Regions from separate parts of the Sus scrofa genome. Here region 2 is linked to region 1. A link is a contact called in public promoter capture Hi-C data. All regions are on one chromosome and are shown on one strand. The core of a region is the stretch at or near the end of the contact, and the rest is flanking DNA. Distances in the headings are between cores, read along the strand shown. Region 1 overlaps LOC110260251 (a long non-coding RNA gene). Region 2 overlaps LOC102163076 (a long non-coding RNA gene).

Region 1 (2,755 bases), core at 178-2,677:
TTGGTGGCGTTGAATTCTCTTATCTTTTGCTTGTCTATAATGCTTTTGATTTGTCCTTCAAATCTGAATGAGAGCCTCGTTGGGTAGAGTATTCTTGGTTGGAGTCCCCCCCCCGCCTTTCATTACTTTAAGTATATTGTGCCACTCCCTACTGGCCTGCAGAGTTTCTGCTCAAAAAGCAGTTGTTATCCTTATGGGGATTCCCTTGTATGCTATTTGTTGCTTTTCCTTTGTGACTTTTAATGCTCTTTTTCTTGTATTTAATTTTGTCAGTTTGATTAGTATTGGCTCTGTGTGTTTCTGCTTGGATTTATCCTGAATGGGATTCTCTGTGCTTCCTCAACTTGAGTGTTTCCTTTTCCTTATTAGGGACGTTTTCAGCTATAATCTCTTCAAAGATTTTCTCTGGCCTCTTCTTCTCATGGTTACCTGTATGATACGAATTTTGGTACATTTAATGTTGTCCCAGAGGCCTCTTAGACTCTCCTCAATTCTTTTCACTCTCCTTTTCTTTATTCTTTTCTGTGGCACAGATTTCCACCACCCTGTCTTCCACCTCACTTATTCACTCTTTGCCTCCATTATCTGCCATTGATTCTTTCTAGTGTATTTTTCATTTCAGATATTGTGATACTCATCCTAGTTTTGTTCTTTAAATCTTCTAGCTCTGTTAAACATTTCTTTTTTTTTTTTTTTTTTGGTCTTTTTTTTTTTGTTGTTGTTGTTGTTGCTATTTCTTGGGCCGCTCCTGCGGCATATGGAGGTTCCCAGGCTTGGGGTTGAATTGGAGCTGTAGCCACCGGCCTACGCCAGAGCCACAGCAACGTGGGATCTGAGCCGCGTCTGCAACCTACACCACAGCTCATGGCAACGCCGGATCGTTAACCCACTGAGCAAGGGCAGCGACCGAACCCACCACCTCATGGTTCCTAGTCGGATTCGTTAACCACTGCGCCACGACGGGAACTCCTGTTAAACATTTCTTATCACCTCTCCATCTGTGCCTCCATTCTTTTTCTGATATTTTGGATCATCTTTACTTTGATCACTCTGAATTCTTTTTTCCAGTAGATTGCCCATCTCCTTTTCATTTAATTGTTTTTGTGCACTTTTATCTTGTTCCTTTTTCTGAAGCTATTTCTTTGTCATCTCCTATTGTCTAACTTTCTATGTTTGTGGTCCCCTGTATAGATGTAGCAGCTGGTCCCCTGTTCTGGAGTTCTTGGCAGTGGTGGTGGCTCACATGTACCCAGAGGATGTGATATGAGCAGTGATAATACAGTGTTTCTCCTGGATTCAGTTGGCTACTAGGGTTCATGGTTCACTGGACTGCTTTTGTAGCAGGTGCCAGCATTCCATTACCAGGCAGCTGTCAGGATAGTTTCCTGTAGCTGGCAATATCAGCAGCTGCTCCTGTAGTCCCTCCCTTTGCCAGTAAGGTTCTCTGGACTTCTCTCTTTAGTCGTGGCAACAGACACTGTTCCCTTGGTACCTCCCCTGGCTGGGCCACTTGCAGGAGAGCTCTCTGAAGCTGTGAGTTTGGGCACCATTCCTGCAGTCAATCCCTTTGCTGGGCTGCTTGTAGGAGCACTCCGTGTAGCCCCAAGGGCAGGAGCTGCTCTTTAGCTATTACTAGGCAGTGCTCTGTTGACACACAGGGTATGTGCGCTGTTCCAGCGGTCAGTCCTTTTGCTGGGCTGCTCTTGGGAGTGCTCTCTAAAGCCCCAAGGTGAGAGGCTTCTCTCCAGCTGTTGCTAGGCAGCACCTGCTCAAAGTGCTCAAAGTGGGAGCTGGAGCACGTGGTGTGCATAGGGAACAAGGCTGTGGTGGTGGATCCCACCCTTTCCTTCCTGCACCCCTAAACAATGTTGCCTGGCATTCAAGCCCATCTGGGTTTCCTCAGTTTACACCCTACAAAATGATCACCCTAGACTCTAGTTCCTCCAGGCTGTTACCATGCAGCCAATTCCAGTTTTCTTTTACCTGCATAGCCAGCCCCTGTTCTCTCTCCCCGTCCCTGAGTCTGATCTCTAAAGTCCAAAGTTTGATTTCCCAAGCCCTGCCCATACCAGCAAGTGGTTGGGAAGTGCAGGGCACTAGCACTGACCATTCGTGGAGGTCTGTTTCCATTTTAATTGCTTCAAACTGATTGTTCTGTTCTCCTTCAAGACTCTAAAATTTCTCCGTTGTTCCAGCTGATCTTCCCACTGGTGGAGGCACTTCGCAGGGTGCAGGAGCTTTTCTTATTCCCAGCTCCCTCCTAGGGGTCCCATTCCACTTTCTTGCTCATGTTTTTTCTTTTGTCCTGCTCAGCTGAGTGAAGATTTTTCTTGCTCTGTCAGGATCCTGAGATTTTTTTGCCAGTGTTCATCAAAATTTCCATGCAAATCGTTCCACAGGTAGATGTATTTTTGATGTATTTGTGAGAGCAGGTGAGTTTCACATTGTACTACTATGTCATCTTTTCTCCATCCCGTCCTCATTTCTTTTCATTCTTGTTTCTTTATTCTGTTCTGCATCAGTGATTTCCATCAGTTTGTCATCTACCTTGCTTATTCTGCCTCCTGTATTCTGCTGTTGGTCCCTTCTAGTGAATTATTTCAGTTATTGTGTTTTCATCTCTGCTTGTTTAAACTTAAAACTTACATTTCTTTGTTAAATGTTTCTTATAATTTATTGATACTTGCTTCCAAGTTTTTTTCTGAGGTTTTTGATCATCTTTACTGTCATTACTCTGAAGTCTTTTTCATGGAGG
Region 2 (2,755 bases), core at 100-2,599, 140 kb before region 1:
TAATTCTTTGTTGTGGACTCTGTCCTTGCATTGCAGGATGTTTACCAGTGTCCCTGGCCTCCATCTGATAGGTTGATGCCAGTAGACTATCCCTCACTGAAGATGTGATGGCCAAAAATCTACAGATATTGCCTAATGTCCAGGGTCGGGGGCAGGCCAAAATCACCCCTGTTTGAGAACCACTGACAGAAGGTCATGAAATCCCTGCTTTGGAAGCAGATATTCCACACAACCACTCTAAGTGGGTCATTCAATGTTTTTTTTTTTTTTTTTTCTTTTCTCAAAAGAACAAAAGAAACAGGTCTTCATCTTCCCCTCCTCTGGTCTGTAGTTGCTTTTCTAGTTCTGGGCTCTTTTTATTGCCTGAAAATAACATTCCCTTATAATGCTTTGTCTTCATTTGATTTTCTCAGTCCTTACAGTCAGACTGTGGCTGCCAAACAAAATCCAGAACCCTGTGGCTTGGGAACCTTGGGCAAGCTAATAATTAAACATTTTCAGACACGTAAAGGGGAAAAAAGAATTTTCAGGAGTTCCCGTCGTGGCTCAGTGGTTAACGAATCCGACTAGGAACCATGAGGTTGTGGGTTTGATCCCTGGCCTCGCTCAGTGGGTTAAGGATCCAGTGTTGCCGTGAGCTGTGGTGTAGGTTGCAGACACGGCTCGGATCTGGCATTGCTGTGGCTCTGGCGTAGGCCGGTGGCTACAGCTCTGATTAGACCCCTAGCTTGGGAACCTTCATATGCCATGGGAACGGCCCTAGAAATGGCAAAAAAGACAAAATAAAAAAAATAAAATAAATTTTTAAATGTTTTTTCTATTAAAAATGTGTTGTAAGTAATGTTATTTCTAACTTCCAGAAAAATTTATCAAAGTTTTCATCTCTGTGAAGATGGGAGCCTCTGAGTACAATTGTGCAATTGTTCAGAATGCTCGGCACATAGCAGATGCTCGATAAATATATAATAATTAATTATTTGACTAAGATTGATCTACTAGTAGGAGTTCCCGTCATGGCTCAGTGGTTAACGAACCCAACTAGTATCCATGAGGACACAGGTTCAATCCTTGGCCTCACTCAGTGGGTTAAGAATCTGGTGTTGCTGTGAGCTGTGGTATAGTTTGCAGATGCAGCTCGGATTTGGCATTGCTGTGGCTATGGCGTAGGCTGGCGGCCACAGCTCCCAGGTGGCTAGCCTGGGAACCTCCATGTGCTTTGGGTGCAGCCCTAAAAAAACAAACAAAAAAAGGATTGATCTACTGGTAGTTTTACTTTTACTAGCCCCAGTCATAGGGAACTCAGACACAGGCAAACAGATCACTTGTGAAGAAATAAGTATCCCCCAAATCCACATCCCCTTCTCAGTCTGAATCTGTTCAGTAAATATTTATTGAGGGCTTGGTGTAGTGGGGCTGGGACACAGAGGTGAAAAAGCTACAGTCCCAATTTTAAGGACTGTAAAGTCATTTAGAGCCATGTCAGCTGACAATTTCAATGCAATGTTGCACATACTAAGATACTAGCTAGTACTGCAGGTGCCCACTAGAGGGGTACCAATCCAGCCTTTGCTAGGAGATAGAAGCAGAGTCAGGAGATATGATATCTGAGCTGAGTGTCAAAGGATAACCAGAGTTGGTCGCCTGAAGAGGGGTGGGCAGGGAAGGGGTTGGGGGAGAAAAGGGCGTCCAGGTAGAGGAGTAGCATGAACAGATGCATGGAAACCAGTGGTCTGTTATTACCGAAACTGGGGATGATGGGAGATGAGTTTGGAGAGATGGAGAGGCAGGTTAAGTAGTGGAAGCCTTCTGCATGGGAAGGAGTGAAGGTTTTAAGCCGTTTTTTGGGGGGTGTATGGTAGCCTTTGCTTAATACCTGATTTGACTTTTGCTTCAGTATGAAGCCTGGATTTAAAGAAGAGAAGCCATGTGAGGCAATAACATGACACTTGAGGGAAGAGGTGGTTGGGGCCTTCCCTAGGTAATAGAAGGAGGAAAGCCAGAGAGTCAAGGACTGGAGCAGAATGTCCCAGAATAGGCTGAAACCCACATGGCAACCTTCTGAGAGAAGGAGAGTCCAAGGGTAGTTGGATGGCCTTTGAGAGATATGTCTGATTGTTGAGATATGAAAAGTATTTCTTCCTCACCTGTGTGACCCCTGCTCAGTTTTTTTGTGTCTTTTTCGGTAGAAAGGATCAACTGTCTTACTGATATTCCTAATAGAGGCCTTCATGTTTTTAAAGTTCTCTAAGCTTGGAATTCTGTTGTGGCTCAGTGGTTAACGAACCTGACTGGTATGCATGAGGACGCAGGTTCAATCCCTGGCCTCGCTCAGTGGGTTAAGGATCTGGTGGTGATGTGAGCTGTGGTGTACATTGCAGACATGGCTTGGATCCCGAGTTGCTGTACCTATGGCATATGCCAGCAGCTACAGCTCTGATTTGACCCCTAGCCTGGGAATCTCCATATGCCATGGGTGAGGCCCTAAAAATACAAAAGACAAAAAAAAGTAAAAAATTAAAAGTAAAGTTGTATGTTAAAGAGGGAGCAGCTGGTTTCCCCAAAGGGTGATGTCACAGCAATGAGAAGGAAAAAAGGATTCAGATTTTGAAAGAAATGGAGGCTCAGGTTTCCTAGGCTCAGCGCCTCTATATGGCAGAAGGCAGAAGAACGGCCTTAGCAGTCAAATAATATTTGATATGCTTAGTACCCACAAATTCAGGAGTACTTGTGAAGTTCAGGGCAGTGCTAAAATCTG

The links. Promoter capture Hi-C pulls out the DNA fragments that hold promoters and counts their contacts.
Region 2: a promoter capture Hi-C map of liver shows a contact between it and region 1, with 6 times the contacts expected there. The contact joins two enhancer-like sites. A contact is called at or near these places in 1 of 5 promoter capture datasets (liver) and 6 of 47 Hi-C or Micro-C datasets (embryonic fibroblasts, liver and omental adipose tissue).

What each region holds. Positions count from the first base shown.
Region 1 is chr4:38,313,018-38,315,772 of Sscrofa11.1, reverse strand. The region is part of intron 2 of LOC110260251 (a long non-coding RNA gene); the gene reads left to right. Among named protein-coding and RNA genes, the nearest start is that of KCNS2, 60 kb to the left of the region's middle. Within about 2 kb of position 1,427, at least 4 of the 83 cell types and tissues checked have an H3K27ac peak or open chromatin away from gene starts, as enhancers often do. A contact at or near this core is called in liver, where this site is marked.
Region 2 is chr4:38,448,040-38,450,794 of Sscrofa11.1, reverse strand. The region is part of intron 1 of LOC102163076 (a long non-coding RNA gene); the gene reads left to right. Among named protein-coding and RNA genes, the nearest start is that of NIPAL2, 42 kb to the left of the region's middle. Within about 2 kb of position 1,349, at least 1 of the 83 cell types and tissues checked has an H3K27ac peak or open chromatin away from gene starts, as enhancers often do. A contact at or near this core is called in liver, where this site is marked.